Regions from separate parts of the Mus musculus genome. Here region 2 is linked to region 1. A link is a contact called in public Hi-C data. All regions are on one chromosome and are shown on one strand. The core of a region is the stretch at or near the end of the contact, and the rest is flanking DNA. Distances in the headings are between cores, read along the strand shown. Region 1 has its middle 63 kb from the start of Enkur. Region 2 overlaps Arhgap21 (Rho GTPase activating protein 21).

Region 1 (6,751 bases), core at 2,656-5,155:
GAATGTTTTGCCTTCATGTTTTTAAGTGTGTTTACTATGTGTATTCCTGGTGCCAATGGAGGTCAGAAAAGGACATTTGATCCCCTGGTCCTGGATTTATGCATGGTTGTGAGCTGCCATGTGGATGCTAGGAACCAAACACAAGTTCTCTGTAAGAGAAGTAAGTACTCTTAACTACTAAGCCATCTTCCCAGATTTTTATGAAAGTTTTAGAGAGTAATCCCAAGGTTCTGGAGAGATGGCCTAGTGGGTAAGAATGCTTTCTGTTCAACCATGAGGACTTGAGTTCAAATCCCTGCACCCACATATGAAAAATAACATTAAAAGTATCAAAAACAACTGTGTGTGGCTGGGCACACTTGAAACCTCAGCATTGCCTAGGGTGGAGCCAAGAAGTTGCTGGGGCTTGCTGGCTACCAGGCCAGGCTCAGCAGGAGAGCCTGTGGCAAAGGAATGAGGTTGAAGACAGAGCAGGATACACTGTGCTCTGTGCTCTAGCTTTCAGGTGTGTGTATGAATGTGAACTGTGAACACACAAACACACGCATGCACATCAATGTCCTATCATTTTACACAGAATAATTTTATAAATCTTTCCTTTTTATTTTTTTTATTTGATACATGTTTAATTAAAATAGAATTACATCACTTATGACCTTCCCAGTTCTCTTTCTAGCTGCTCCTCAATCCCATCCCAACCTCCTCCTCGCTTCCTCCAAATAGACCGCCTCTTTTACCTCATTATTGTTACATACAGTTATATGTATATATTTACATGTAATATATAAGTATATATGGAGAGATACACAAACATACAAATACAGCATTCTGAGTCCACTTTTGTTGCTTGCATGTAGATAGTTTCAGAACTGACCACTTTGCATTGGATAACCAATCAGGGGGCTTATCTCTGGGAGAGGCCATTGGATAACCAATCAGGGGGCTCATCTCTGGGAGAGGCCATTGGATAACCAATCAGGGGCTCATCTCTGGGAGTGGCCATTGGATAACCAATCAGGGGCTCATCTCTGGGAGTGGCCATTGGATAACCAATCAGGGGGCTCATCTCTGGGAGAGGCCATTGGATAACCAATCAGGGAGCTCATCTCTGGGAAAGACCATTTCTTCTTTATTCAGCAGTCAAAACCCTTTTTTTTGTTTTTGTTCATTTTTCCCCCCACGGCATCACAAGCAGAAAATGTTACACTTTTTTTTTTTTTTTAGCATTTTCAAAAGTTTCTCAAGCATATGATTTCATGTTAACCTCATTATCATATGCAGTACAGAAATCCTTACCTCTCACCCCTTACAGAGGAGAGAATTGAAACATAACACATTTATCTTACTAGTTTAGACTCATGTGTTAAAGACATACAGGTCATGCTAGAATTGAAATTTCTCTCCAAAACTATTTCAGAACCTTTATTACACAAATTAAACACCTCCCTCTAAATCTTCCTAAAGTATGATTAATATTAAAGCCTAGATAGAAGCATTATTGCTCTGGTCATTGCAATTATAATTTAATATTATACTACATTCATGTGATCCATATTATCAATTATAGTCCAACAAATGCAAGACACGATGACAGGAAGAAATATAAATGTATTATTCTAAAGTTTATTTATTGTTCTTTATACAATGTTATATATAGAATGATCTAGAACATGAATTCATAAAAGATTCTTATTGTCCTTCAAGCAAGCTATAGTTTTTACACTGAATTCATTGAAGTTTATGTCTATAGAATGATCTAGAACATGAATTCATAAAAGATTCTTATTGTCCTTCAAGCAAGCTATATTTTTTTTCAGAAATTCATTGGGATTTATGTCTAAACATATGGTCTTTTGCAAACATCTATCTGCCATTTTTCAGCCAGTGAGTATCCTTAACACATGCTTCTCTACTGAGACAAGTGCCCTGCCCTGAAATATGTTTTGAAGTCTCCTGCGCCATAATTTGTACTATGACTTCACAATGAGATTCTTGTGGCTGAGTCTGGCATTGAAGCCGTTGGAAACTCATGTGATGTGTCTTCCAGCACGGTGTGAACCACCCATAGCCCCACACTAGATCTGCACCATACCCTGTGGGAAGAGTGTGGTCACTGCATAGCTCCACCCTAGATCTGCACCATACACAGTGGGAAGAGTGTAGTCACTGAGCTACATGGACCTGCTTCCTGGACACTGGAGTTCAACTGTTACCATAACAGCACTTTTCAATTCCTGTAATTTTTTTAAGATTTCTTTTATTTCATTTCATTTCGTGTATGAGTGCTTTGCCTGCACATATGCAACACCTGCATGGCTTGTACCCACAGAGGTTAGAAGAGAGCATCAGATTCCCTGGAATTGGAGTCACGGGTGGTTGTGAGCAACCACCTGAGTGCTGAGATTTGAACCCTGGTCCTCTGTAAAAGAAGCAAGTGCTCTTGATGACTGAGCCATCTCTCCATCCCAATTCCTGAAAATTTCAATAATATTGCTGATGAATATTGTCTGGGTCAGTTTTAAAGAAAGAAATCAGAAACAAAAGGCAGCTACAAAAATGATTCTGAGTGAAACTATTTACCTGTGTGCAAGAGAACATTACCCATTGATACAGCCAGGCACCAAACACAAGGACTAATGTCAGGGAGCCTACACCTTACACTCCTCTTCTTCCACAGTTCTGGTCCTTAGAGATTAACAGCTAAAGTGCTGAGCATGGCTGATCCACCAAACATAAGTACAATATTATTACACAATTATTCCAACTTAGGGCAACATGGATTGATAGGTAACTATTTTCCCTTCAGAGCAACACAACCAGCATTCCTCTTGCCAGTGTGTGCACTTGATCTTAGCCAAAGAGTGAAGAAGCTAGTGTGTGTGGGTGAGTGTGTGTGTGTTGCTATGTTTAGAAACCCCGTGGCTTTTCACATCCTAGGCAAATGCTCTATCACTGAACTACACACTATCCTAGCAAAAATCTTTTGGAGAAGACATAGTCAAGAGAACTAATGTGAGGCCTTTAAACCCAAAGTGTGCTGAGTGCAGGCTCTGGCATGATATGGGAGACCAAGGATATATAACCAGAAAGCAGGACCTTAGAGGAAAGAACAAAGAACCAGGGCGCTGGGCTATTAGAAAGCTGGAATTAGGGGTTGGTTTAACAACAGATTCATAAAACAAGGCTTCCTAATCAGAGTAGAATAATTGCCTTTAGCTACAACCTGAGACAATTAGAGTCAAGTGGTAAATCTGATACAGTATTTTGTAAAATGTCCCTGCCCTGGACCCATCGGATCACTAGGGTTTGGTCAGAGGAAATGCCGGCTCGGATCGTGGAGCTTTCCAACTCCTGGCAGGACGCCAAGCTCTGAAGTCCTCCGGGATACTCCGGCCCACTTCCAATGCTCGAGAACGCACTGCACTGACTCTTTTTAATGCATTGACTTGGGACAAATGTGCATTTAAAATCTGGCAGGGAGGAGTCTTGGAGATTGCTGGCCTGGGGGCTGCAGCGATGGGCTTTGAGAAGGCAAATAACAGGGGACTGCTTTTTCTCCTGAACGAATCGCAGGCCTGTCCCATATCCCCGCGGGCTGCAGAGTCGGCAAAGGGGCAGGCGGGGGTTGGGGGGCGGTAAGCCAGGGACGCTCCCCGGAGCGCGCTCAGGTGCATCAGGCGCTGCTCCACAGCTGCTCCCGCGCCGCTTTGGGAATGAGGCTCGACTCTAGTCCCAGCTTTCCCGCCCGCAGGCTGGGGGCGGGGCGGGCCCAGCCACATTCTCCCCCACCCCACCCCCCCGCCCACGCCCACGCATCCTCCGGGCGTCTGTCTGTCCAGCGTTCCCCGCGAGAGACGTGGCCGGGAGCAGTGAGAAGGCGCCAGACTCTAGGCGAGGCGTCGTGGTAAATGCGAACTCTGGATTCGGGCTCCCTTAGCTCGCGCCCCTCCCCTCTCCTCCCTTCGTTGCACCCCTTCACTTCCACCTCCCACCCCTTTAGCTGAATTGCGTTGGGGTGAGAACGGCCAAGGCTTTGTTCCTCCTGCGGGCGGAGATCGCTGGCTTCTTCGCATCCAAGCCTCCTCTCTCCACCCCATCTCACGAAAACCCTACTAAAATCACTCCTTCATCCAGAGTTCCCAGTAACTCCTCCCTTCCCACTCTCTCCTGGGTTTTTGGCCCGGAAGCCTGCCTCCTACCGAGTCCCCACTTCGGCTAGCCACAAGGAGTCTGGCCTGTGAGTCCGGGTGTAGGAAGACCCCAGCATGCAGCTCGAGAGACCATTCTGCACTGCCTATTAGCACTTCAATGAGTTTTGTTTTCAAAACGGCAGAGAACTAACTCTTCAGGGCAACCAAAATGCAAAGTAACGCAAGTGAATACAATTGGAACTTAGAATGTGGAGCGCGACTCTGCAGAAGCCAGCAGCCAGAGTGCCCTCTGCCTTCACTTGATATGCGAGAAAAACCCAGCAGTGTGTCAAGATGGAAGGTGGGGCCAGATCCAAACCTCTGCAATTCGGGGGATCATTCAGGTGTCAACCGGAGGGTACCCACCTCCCATAATCTTGAAATTAAGCTCTAGCAGATGGTGGTTATGACTCCAGGATTGGAATGAAAAGGTGTGAAGGTGGTGGGTGAGGCTGGTTTGCCATTAAGATCCTCTTTCCAGAGCCCAGCATGTAATTCACAGCTAATCTGTTTATGGAAATGATTGGATGTGTTTATGGATTGATTTAGAACGAGTGGGTTCAGAAGGAAACGCCTCTCGGTTAAATAGAACTGTTCAGGTTGAACAGGTCTTAGTTAAACATCGGGAACCTACCTTTCCTCAAGGAGTTCCAGGTTCCGCTCCTATGTGGGGAGCGGGTGTGGCGGCAGTCCCAAAGGTGCCAGGGACTGTAGCTAAGTCATATGACTTGCACCTGACTTCCTCATATAAGACACAAACATCTTGAGTGCTGCGCAGGTGTACCAGGATACAGGTGAATCCAATTTGGTGGAGATTTGCCCCTGCTGCCCTGATTAGCTGAAGCCTCGTGACTGGCGAGGGGGCGTGGCCTGCTGTGCGTGGATGGGAACTGAGAGTATAAAAGAGTGAGAGGCCCAGGGTTCGGGGGAGATATAAAAACAAGGGAGATATAAAAACAAGGGAGATATAAAAACAAGGGAGATATAAAAACAAGGGAGATATAAAAACAAGGGAGATATAAAAACAAGGGAGATATAAAAACAAGGGAGATATAAACAAGGGAGATATAAACAAGAAGAAACAGGACTGAATAAACGTGTGCAGAAGGATCCTGTAGCAGCGTCGTTCTTCCTGGCCAGTTGAGCATGCGCAACAGAAGTGATGCCGAAACCCGGGAAAAGAAACATCTTCAGGCAAGAGCGAAGACCCGCTGCTACAGGGAGGATTCAGAACTGCATCACTGGGAAGGAGCGGTTAATAAAGTGTTCCCGTAAAACAGACTGTTGAGAAGGATCCGGCGTGGATTCAGAACTCTTCAGCTGGGGAACGGTACTGATGAAGAGAAAGAAGAAAGATGAAGACGGAATAAACTGCTGTTAGAAGGACTGGTGGTCACGTCGTTCTTGCTGGTCGAGAGCGACACTCCTACAGCTTTGGAACCACACAAACTCTTCTTCCCGAAACTTGCATTCTGGGAAGGGACACAGGCAAGCGGTGTAAAAACACACAGTCCAGATAATTCAGCCAGGGCCGGGAGCAGTGTCTTTACCCATATGATCAAAGAGTCTGCAATGACATTCACAAGCAGCAACAGAAGGTAAACCCACGTTGGCACAGAGATACACGTCAAGGACAGAGAAGAGATCACTATATCTGATTTGTGCTTTTACAATAAAAACATTCCAGTCGCTGTGGGTATGATAGACCAGATGGGAGGGGGGTGAATATATGAAAGAGCAAGCATTAGCATTAAACTAACTCCCTCAGGAGTTACAGGTCAGGATGCTCTGTAGGCAACTTGAAAGTCATACTTGAAACTCCAGAATGTGATAGGACAGATTTGGAAAACCGTTGGCAGGTTTTCAAGGTTAGTTTTGGGGATAAATGAAGAATGGAATAAAATAAAATGGAAGAAGTAAAAACGACTATTAAGAACAAATGCCTGGAAAGCCCCCCAGATGTGAGAGGCACACTGTGGACACAAAGCCAGATCAAGGGACCATAAATGAAGAGCGGATGGGAGAAAGCAAGCAGGAGGAGGAGATGTCTAGAGAGCAGTTCGATGGAAATGGATTTACCAGGGTCATGAGATCAAGAGTGTCCGATGTTGCCAAAAGAGGACGTGGGATGGGGATGGGCAAGAGCCCATTAGTGGGGAGCTCCTAAAGAGAAGGAAAGAAAAGGGGAAGGGGAAACCCATGGTGAAAAGGAAGCGAGGGCGTCTCTTAAACTGCTTCCTGCTGTCTAGGGGGTGTATCTGGCTTTCACCATCGGTATCCATTTGGTAATCGTCTGAATCAGGTTCTTTTATGGACAGCAGCTCTCCTGTGGCGAGTGGCTGGTAGTCCTGTAACAGGAGCTGATTAATAGTTTGATTAGAAATGTTTTTTTATCTGTCTGATGAAGGAAGGTAGAGACAAGATTAATGAAACAAGGGGCAAATAATAACGCCAGGAAGATGACTAAGAGAGGGAGTATCCACTTCCATATAGGATTTGCAAAAATCCCAGAACCGGAGGTCTCACGGTCTCTGAAGTTTTTGATGTCTGCCTGTAGCTCC
Region 2 (6,584 bases), core at 3,142-5,641, 240 kb after region 1:
TAGTAAGGAAAAGGGAATTGGTTAGAAGGACCAGGCCTGCCACAGCCTTTTTGCCATGCTCGAGTTCCTTAATGGGTCACAGAGTGAGTTCCAGGACACCCAGGCACACATAGAGACAGAAACCCTAACACAAAACAAAAGCATCCTTGCCATGTTGAATCTTGTAGTGTGTGTCTCAGATTAATTGGTCAGCATCTATTGGAATACCCCTTAGGTTTTTCTTCATCTTTTGATATAGTGAATATATATTGATTAGATTTTTAGATGTAACCAATGTTGTGACCAAACCAAGCTTGTTTGCATTGTTGTGCTCATCAGCCTCTTGGCTCGGTCTTCTATTTGAAGATTTTCACTTCTCAGCTCAGTGACTGTGTGTTGTCATCCGCAGACACGGAGTGGCAGCAGCTAAGCGAGGGGAATGGGTGACTCATGCCGAGAGTTAGCAGAGAATGATCGCAGTGGATAAGAACTGAGGAGGACTGGGAAAGGGCAGTGATACAATCTGGTCCTAAGGGAAAACGTGAAGGAAAGATTTGTCAGTAAAAGCCTCACCCTTCAGTCTGGATCCAAGGAAGACTCAGCTGGGCCGTAAAGCAGTGGAGGAGTTCAGGGAGCAGTCTTCTTGATGAACACCACTTTGGACAACAGTGGGGACATGCCTACTTAATGGGGACATGGCAGTGGGCTGATGGCTGGCTACTGCAGAAGGTTCTCAGAGGGATGTCTGGCACAGTGCCTCTGTGATGCTCGCCAGCCCGGAACACCTTGCTTTCCTTCCTAGCCTTTGGAGACTGGTAGGCTCTTTACCTTGTCTAGCTTTCCTGAGAGCAGGAGTTGACTCTGAAGCCGACTTTTACTTTATGTATTTAGAAACTTTTGCTTATTTATAGATAATGAAAAATTTGATTTTTTTTGTTGTTGAATCTTCTTTAAATTTATTTTCATTTGTATTATGTGTATGAGTGTTTTGCCTGCATATATGTCTGTTAGTCACTTTCACCCTCGGTGGCCAGAATAGGGCATTAGAACAGTGGTCCTCAGCCTTCCTGATGCTGTGATCCATTACTACAGTTTCTCATGCTGTGGTGACCCCAACCATAAAATTATTATTGTTACCACTTCATAACTATAATCTTGCTACTGTTATGAATCATAATATAAATATCTGATGTTCAGGATAGCTGATATGCAACCCCTGTAAAAGGGTCTTTAGACACTCAAAGGGGTCTAGATGTACAGGTTGCGAACCACTGCCCTAGAACTAGAGTTACAGATGGTTGTGGGCTGCTTTTTAGGTGCTGGGAATTGAACCTCTGTCCTCTAAGAGGACAGCCAGTGCTCTTAAACCACCAAGCCCTCTCTCCCACCCTTTGTTTAATCTTTGTTGTAAGAGTCTGTTGATTCAGGGATTCTTAAAAGTTTGTTTGTTTGTTTGTTTGTTTATTTTCTCTTCATGCATTCTGTTTGGTAAGTTAAGTAATGTATATTCATTCTTTTAGTAGTTAGTTTGGAAATGCTCCTTCTCTTTCTGCTGCCTGTCTATGATTGCTGTGCTGTGTTGGAATCAGTTTTGATTTAATGAAATGCCTTTGTTTTGCCCCCATTTTTGCTTTGTCCATTCTCTACTAATCTTGGAGATACAACTCTCTTCTTACTTGGCTTCTGCTGTGACTCGTACATAAGTTGGTTATACCTTTGCTGAAGGTAAGCACAGGCACACGTGCACGCTGTCACACCCATGCGCTGTAAGGTTTTCTCTGCACCTTCAGTGCTCAGCCATTTCCTGACAGTGAGTGTAGCTGAGGGCTCTGGTGTTGGGTGAGTGGAACTTCTTGAGACTGGAGAGCCTTTGCTCCTCAAACTTTACCACAGTCTGTGTAAATACTGCAATTCAGTATTTTCATTTCTTAAAAATGTCTAGATTTTCATATTTTTGTTTGAAATAAAGAAGCTGATGGAAAAGTGGTAGGCAGTTTCAATTTTTGAAGGGTTATTTTGTAGGTTTCATAGCTAGTAAAAGATTGAAGATATGTTCATTAATAACACTGTGGAAATCCTTGCTCCCCAGAACAGCCTGTTGATTGTTCCTGTCTGTGGTAAGTTAGGTGAGAATTCCTGCCTCTTGATTAACCTGTTCCGAGAAACTAAGGCACTAACACAAGTTTGATACTGGGAAATAAGGAAACAAGAAGCAAAAATTGGTTATTAGATTATGCAAAGTAAAATATCGAGTTGTTGAGTATGGACTTTCCCTCGTAGCTCCCTCTGTGCTTGCCCCTTCCGCATCCTCCTCCTCTCTTTTTGTAGAATCAGGATTTCCTTATGTTGACTTGGCTGCTTTTGGACTCCTGGGCTCAAGTGACTCCTGTCTCAGCCTCCCAAGTCAAGTGCTAACTACAAATCCACCCCATTTACTTATCATTATGTTTTTGAAACGATTTCTATGAATTCTTCTCAGAGAAAAGATGATGAAGGACAGAAAATGCGTCCTGTGACTGAGTTTTTCATTAAGTAGGTACCGGGTACATAGTAGGAGCTTGTATGCACAGTGCCTGTTGGGTAAGGGGAGGATGCTGACACCTTTTGTCATGGCCACCATGGCCTGTTCCTAAGTGACTGCTCTGTGTCTTCCTTCTCCCTCCCCATAGCCCGGGTAACTCAGGGTTAGTGGTACCTAGTGATTTAGAAACCATATTTCAAATAACTAAGAAAGTCTTTAAGAAAATAACAAAAATAGGGCAATCTTGGACTTACATAGAAATGTAGACATATTCTATAAAATAAACCAGTAGGTGAAAAGTTTAAAAGAGAATCTTGATACTACTTAAAAATAATGAATGGTAATCTATAATGAAAGGAATTGAGCTGGATTAAAGAGGCTGTCAGAAACTCACTTTTAAGGTGAAGACTTTAAGACTTGAAAAACATAATACATGAAGTTTAACCTGGCAGTCAAGAAACTAGATGTGATTTCAAAATCTCTGTAAGGGTTCTAAACACTTTATTATGAAATATTTTAATGTGAAAGATAGCTTCAGAGAGAATTAATCGGAAGTCTTTGGCAGAGATAAGTAACTGTAAGAGAACTAGAGAGAGATTCACACTAGGGTTTGAGCCGCCTCTAAAACATGGCTCTCTTCTCTGGCTTTTTCTTAGTAGTATTGCCCCAGACAGTACTGTAATTAGGTGGTTTTAAGCTGGCTTTTCCTAGCTGCTGCATAACTTACAACCAGGGTCACAGAACCAGTGTTCACCTCCTCCTGTGTCTGGTCTTTGGAGGAAAGCAACAGGCTTGCCTCCTGAGGGAGAGATAGTCCTCACGTTTAAATGTTCATTAGGGACAGACAGTTCATTGTGTGAAGCACCACCCATGCTTGTTAAAACTCCTCAACTTCCACACTTTACTCCTAAGATGTGTCTCCACCCTCCCAACTCAGTTTTTGTTCATAAAAGGAAACTTCAGATGTTTAAGGATTGAAAGGGCGGAGGCAGGGCAGGCCAGGTATCACACTGGATGTTGTCCTTGTAGGAGACGGTGCCCGCTGTGTGGCTGAGGCTGTAGCATGTGCCAGAGCGAGTGTGCTGCTGGCTATCTCTATTAACTTTCCCTGGAAGGGCGGCAGAAAAGGCAGTGCCCAGGTGCCGTCCTCCCTGTGCAGTGGAGGTGTGGGTGAAGAATAACATATGCGTTCGGTTCATCCCGCAGCGCCAGTTCTGCTTACCAAAAGTGGCCCACTAGGCACTCGCATTCCACGCCCGGCTCCACGCCAGCGAGCCGGGCTTCTTACCCATTTAAAGTTTGAGAATAGGTTGAGATCGTTTCGGCCCCAAGACCTCTAATCATTCGCTTTACCGGATAAAACTGCGTACGTCGGGAAAAGAGCGAGAGCGCCAGCTATCCTGAGGGAAACTTCGGAGGGAACCAGCTACTAGATGGTTCGATTAGTCTTTCGCCCCTATACCCAGGTCGGACGACCGATTTGCACGTCAGGACCGCTACGGACCTCCACCAGAGTTTCCTCTGGCTTCGCCCTGCCCAGGCATAGTTCATAGCTCTCCTGCTGGAGAGCCCGGATCTTGTTCCTCATTGCTTTCCATAGCCTACATAGAAAGTATGTGACTCCTAACTTAATCAGTGTTTATTGTGGGAATTGCAGCCCCCTGCTTTCAATGTTCAACAGATAACTTCTCATCTTTGACATAAAAACAGAGCAGAAATATTCAAAGCTAAGTGTGAGGACAGTTAAGAATTAAGAAATACATTTTTTGTTTGTTCATTCATTTAGCAAACATCTGTGCAGTCTGCACCATGAGCCAGACACACTAGGCTGATTGCGTGGAAGGAAGCGTGCTGCCTCTAGCCTCACTTCCTTCAGAGTGTTGAAAATGTCATGTGATATAGTGCACTTCCTCGGCCGGCCGGTTAATGAAACGTGCCTTCTGCGCCCCTTTCCTTCTCACTGTGTGGCGGTGTCCACAGTCATCTCACACTAACCGCTTCACCATTTTCCCACTCTCAGGTGAAACATAGGGCTGTAGGGCAAGGATTTTTTTTTTTCAAATTCAAAATAGTTTCTATGCTTAAAACATCATCTTATATTTCCATCTTCCCGTGTTTTATGTGTAAATTTGTGGGTGTATATGTTTCTAATAAATGTACAGAAGAAACAGAGAGCACACAGAGGACAGCCTTGATAAGCTTATTAGTTCAGGGGTTGAACAGTGTATAAATCCAGAGATGGGAAGTTGTTGCTTATGATTAACAAATTTGTCTGGGTTGTCAGAGAAATTTACAACCTCGCAAAGCAGAAACAACAGGGCTCTGACTCTAGACATAGACATCATTTATGAAGCTCCTGAAACAAGGGAAAAGACTAACATTACTGAACTCCAAGTGCTCTGAAAGGCGGTTACGGACTGTTCATTCAGAGAGAACTAGGGGGAAGTATTTGTTGGATAACAGGCTCCCACAGTGTTTCTGCCCAGCTATAGCTCTAAAACTGATTCATGTCTGACCCCTAGTGGAGGTACGCTGGCTCTTCTGTTGCCTACCCTGTCCCTGTACTGGGAAGGCCAGACAGCTTCAGGCTGTTTACTGTTAGCATTGTCCAGGCTGAGGTTTTGAAGTAGATAGCAGTTACTTACTGAGCATCCGTTACATCCATTCTGTGCACTTGAGATTTCTGCGCAGCGTATTTTCTATAAACTCACAGGATTTTAATGTATAACTGAGCAAGTCCACTGTAAACTTACGGGATTTGAGTATGTAGCTAAGTGTATAAGTATATTAAGTATATAGCTAAGAAGATTGACTATAAACTCAGATAATTTTAATTTGTAAACGAGTAGATGCCCAGTAAACTCACAGGATTTGAGTATATAAGCAAGCACACCCACAGGTATCTTGTTTATAAACTTAACCTGGGGGTGTCTTGTGATTTTCACGTGTGAGCCCTTTCTGAATTTGTCTCACGGCTTTGGGAGCTTTGTCAGTTCTTAGTGTTAAGTGGATACTTAAGGTAAAAGATTGCCTTGTGCTCAGCTTCTATGTGAACGAAACTCCATTGTGCAGAGTACTCCATTGTAGACACCCAGTGCAGCATTTTGGTTTTGCCAGCAGGTTAATACTAAAGTTCTTATCTTTCAGCTATGCCTGCCCAAATATCTATAGGGTTTATGAATGAACTGGCATCTGGGATTTAACTTTAAAAGCTTTATATGGGTGCGAGTGGGCTTATATGAAATGTGATTTTCTTGGTTCCCTAGTCTCCTGGGGCTTTGTGCTGTTAGCATCTCTGGTTCTGAATGTATGAAACACTCCCATGACAAAAAAAGTTTTTATAATTAAATGTCTTTTATCTGAAAAAGTTTAACATGAGTAATTTCAAACATAGTTTACTTTTTACAGTTTTAAACTGGTTTATTTTACTCCATTGCTTGAAGGTCAGGTTGCATTAAGAGAGTATATGCGGGGCTGGTGAGATGGCTCAGTGGGTAAGAGCACCCGACTGCTCTTCCAAAGGTCCAGAGTTCAAATCCCAGCAACCACATGGTGGCTCACAACCATCCGTAACAAGATCTGACTCCCTCTTCTGGTGTGCAACCATCCGTAACAAGATCTGACTCCCTCTTCTGGTGTGTCTGACGACAGCTACAGTGTACTTACATATAATAATAAATAAGTCTTAAAAAAAAAAAAAAAAGAGAGTATATGCTTGCTTCTACTATATGAAATTGTGATTGAAATGTGACAGGTCTTCATCTGGATCCCATTCAGAGATTATTATAATTTGAGATTAGGATTCCTAAAGTTGTCAGATCTGCAGATTGGGAGGTAAAACTTGAATGTATTAACTAGCATTTTGAAAATGAGTATATTGTCTTCTTAGTTTGGGTTTTACTGCTGTGAAGAGACACCAGGACCCAGGTAACTCTTGTAAAGACAGCATTTAATTGGGGCTGGCTTACAGAATCTGAGGTTCAATCCATTATCATCATGGCGTGAAGCATGGCAGCATCCAGGCAGGGATGGCGCTAGAGGAGCTGAGAGCTCTATATCTTGTTTAGAAGGCAAAGAGAAGACT

Evidence for each region. A called contact is a pair of places that touch in the nucleus more often than the background predicts.
Region 2: a Hi-C map of cerebral cortex shows a contact between it and region 1, with 4 times the contacts expected there. The contact joins two enhancer-like sites. A contact is called at or near these places in 6 of 484 Hi-C or Micro-C datasets (Sertoli cells, cardiomyocytes, cerebral cortex and 3 more) and 7 of 115 datasets of contacts at active chromatin or transcription factors (bone marrow-derived macrophages, cardiomyocytes, embryonic stem cells and 2 more).

The regions. Positions count from the first base shown.
Region 1 is chr2:21,139,060-21,145,810 of GRCm38.p6, reverse strand. It overlaps the pseudogene Gm13377. Among named protein-coding and RNA genes, the nearest start is that of Enkur, 63 kb to the left of the region's middle. Within about 2 kb of position 3,905, at least 166 of the 459 cell types and tissues checked have an H3K27ac peak or open chromatin away from gene starts, as enhancers often do. A contact at or near this core is called in cerebral cortex, where this site is marked.
Region 2 is chr2:20,897,313-20,903,896 of GRCm38.p6, reverse strand. All of the region lies in intron 3 of Arhgap21 (Rho GTPase activating protein 21), which reads left to right. Among named protein-coding and RNA genes, the nearest start is that of Arhgap21, 67 kb to the left of the region's middle. Within about 2 kb of position 4,391, at least 124 of the 459 cell types and tissues checked have an H3K27ac peak or open chromatin away from gene starts, as enhancers often do. A contact at or near this core is called in cerebral cortex, where this site is marked.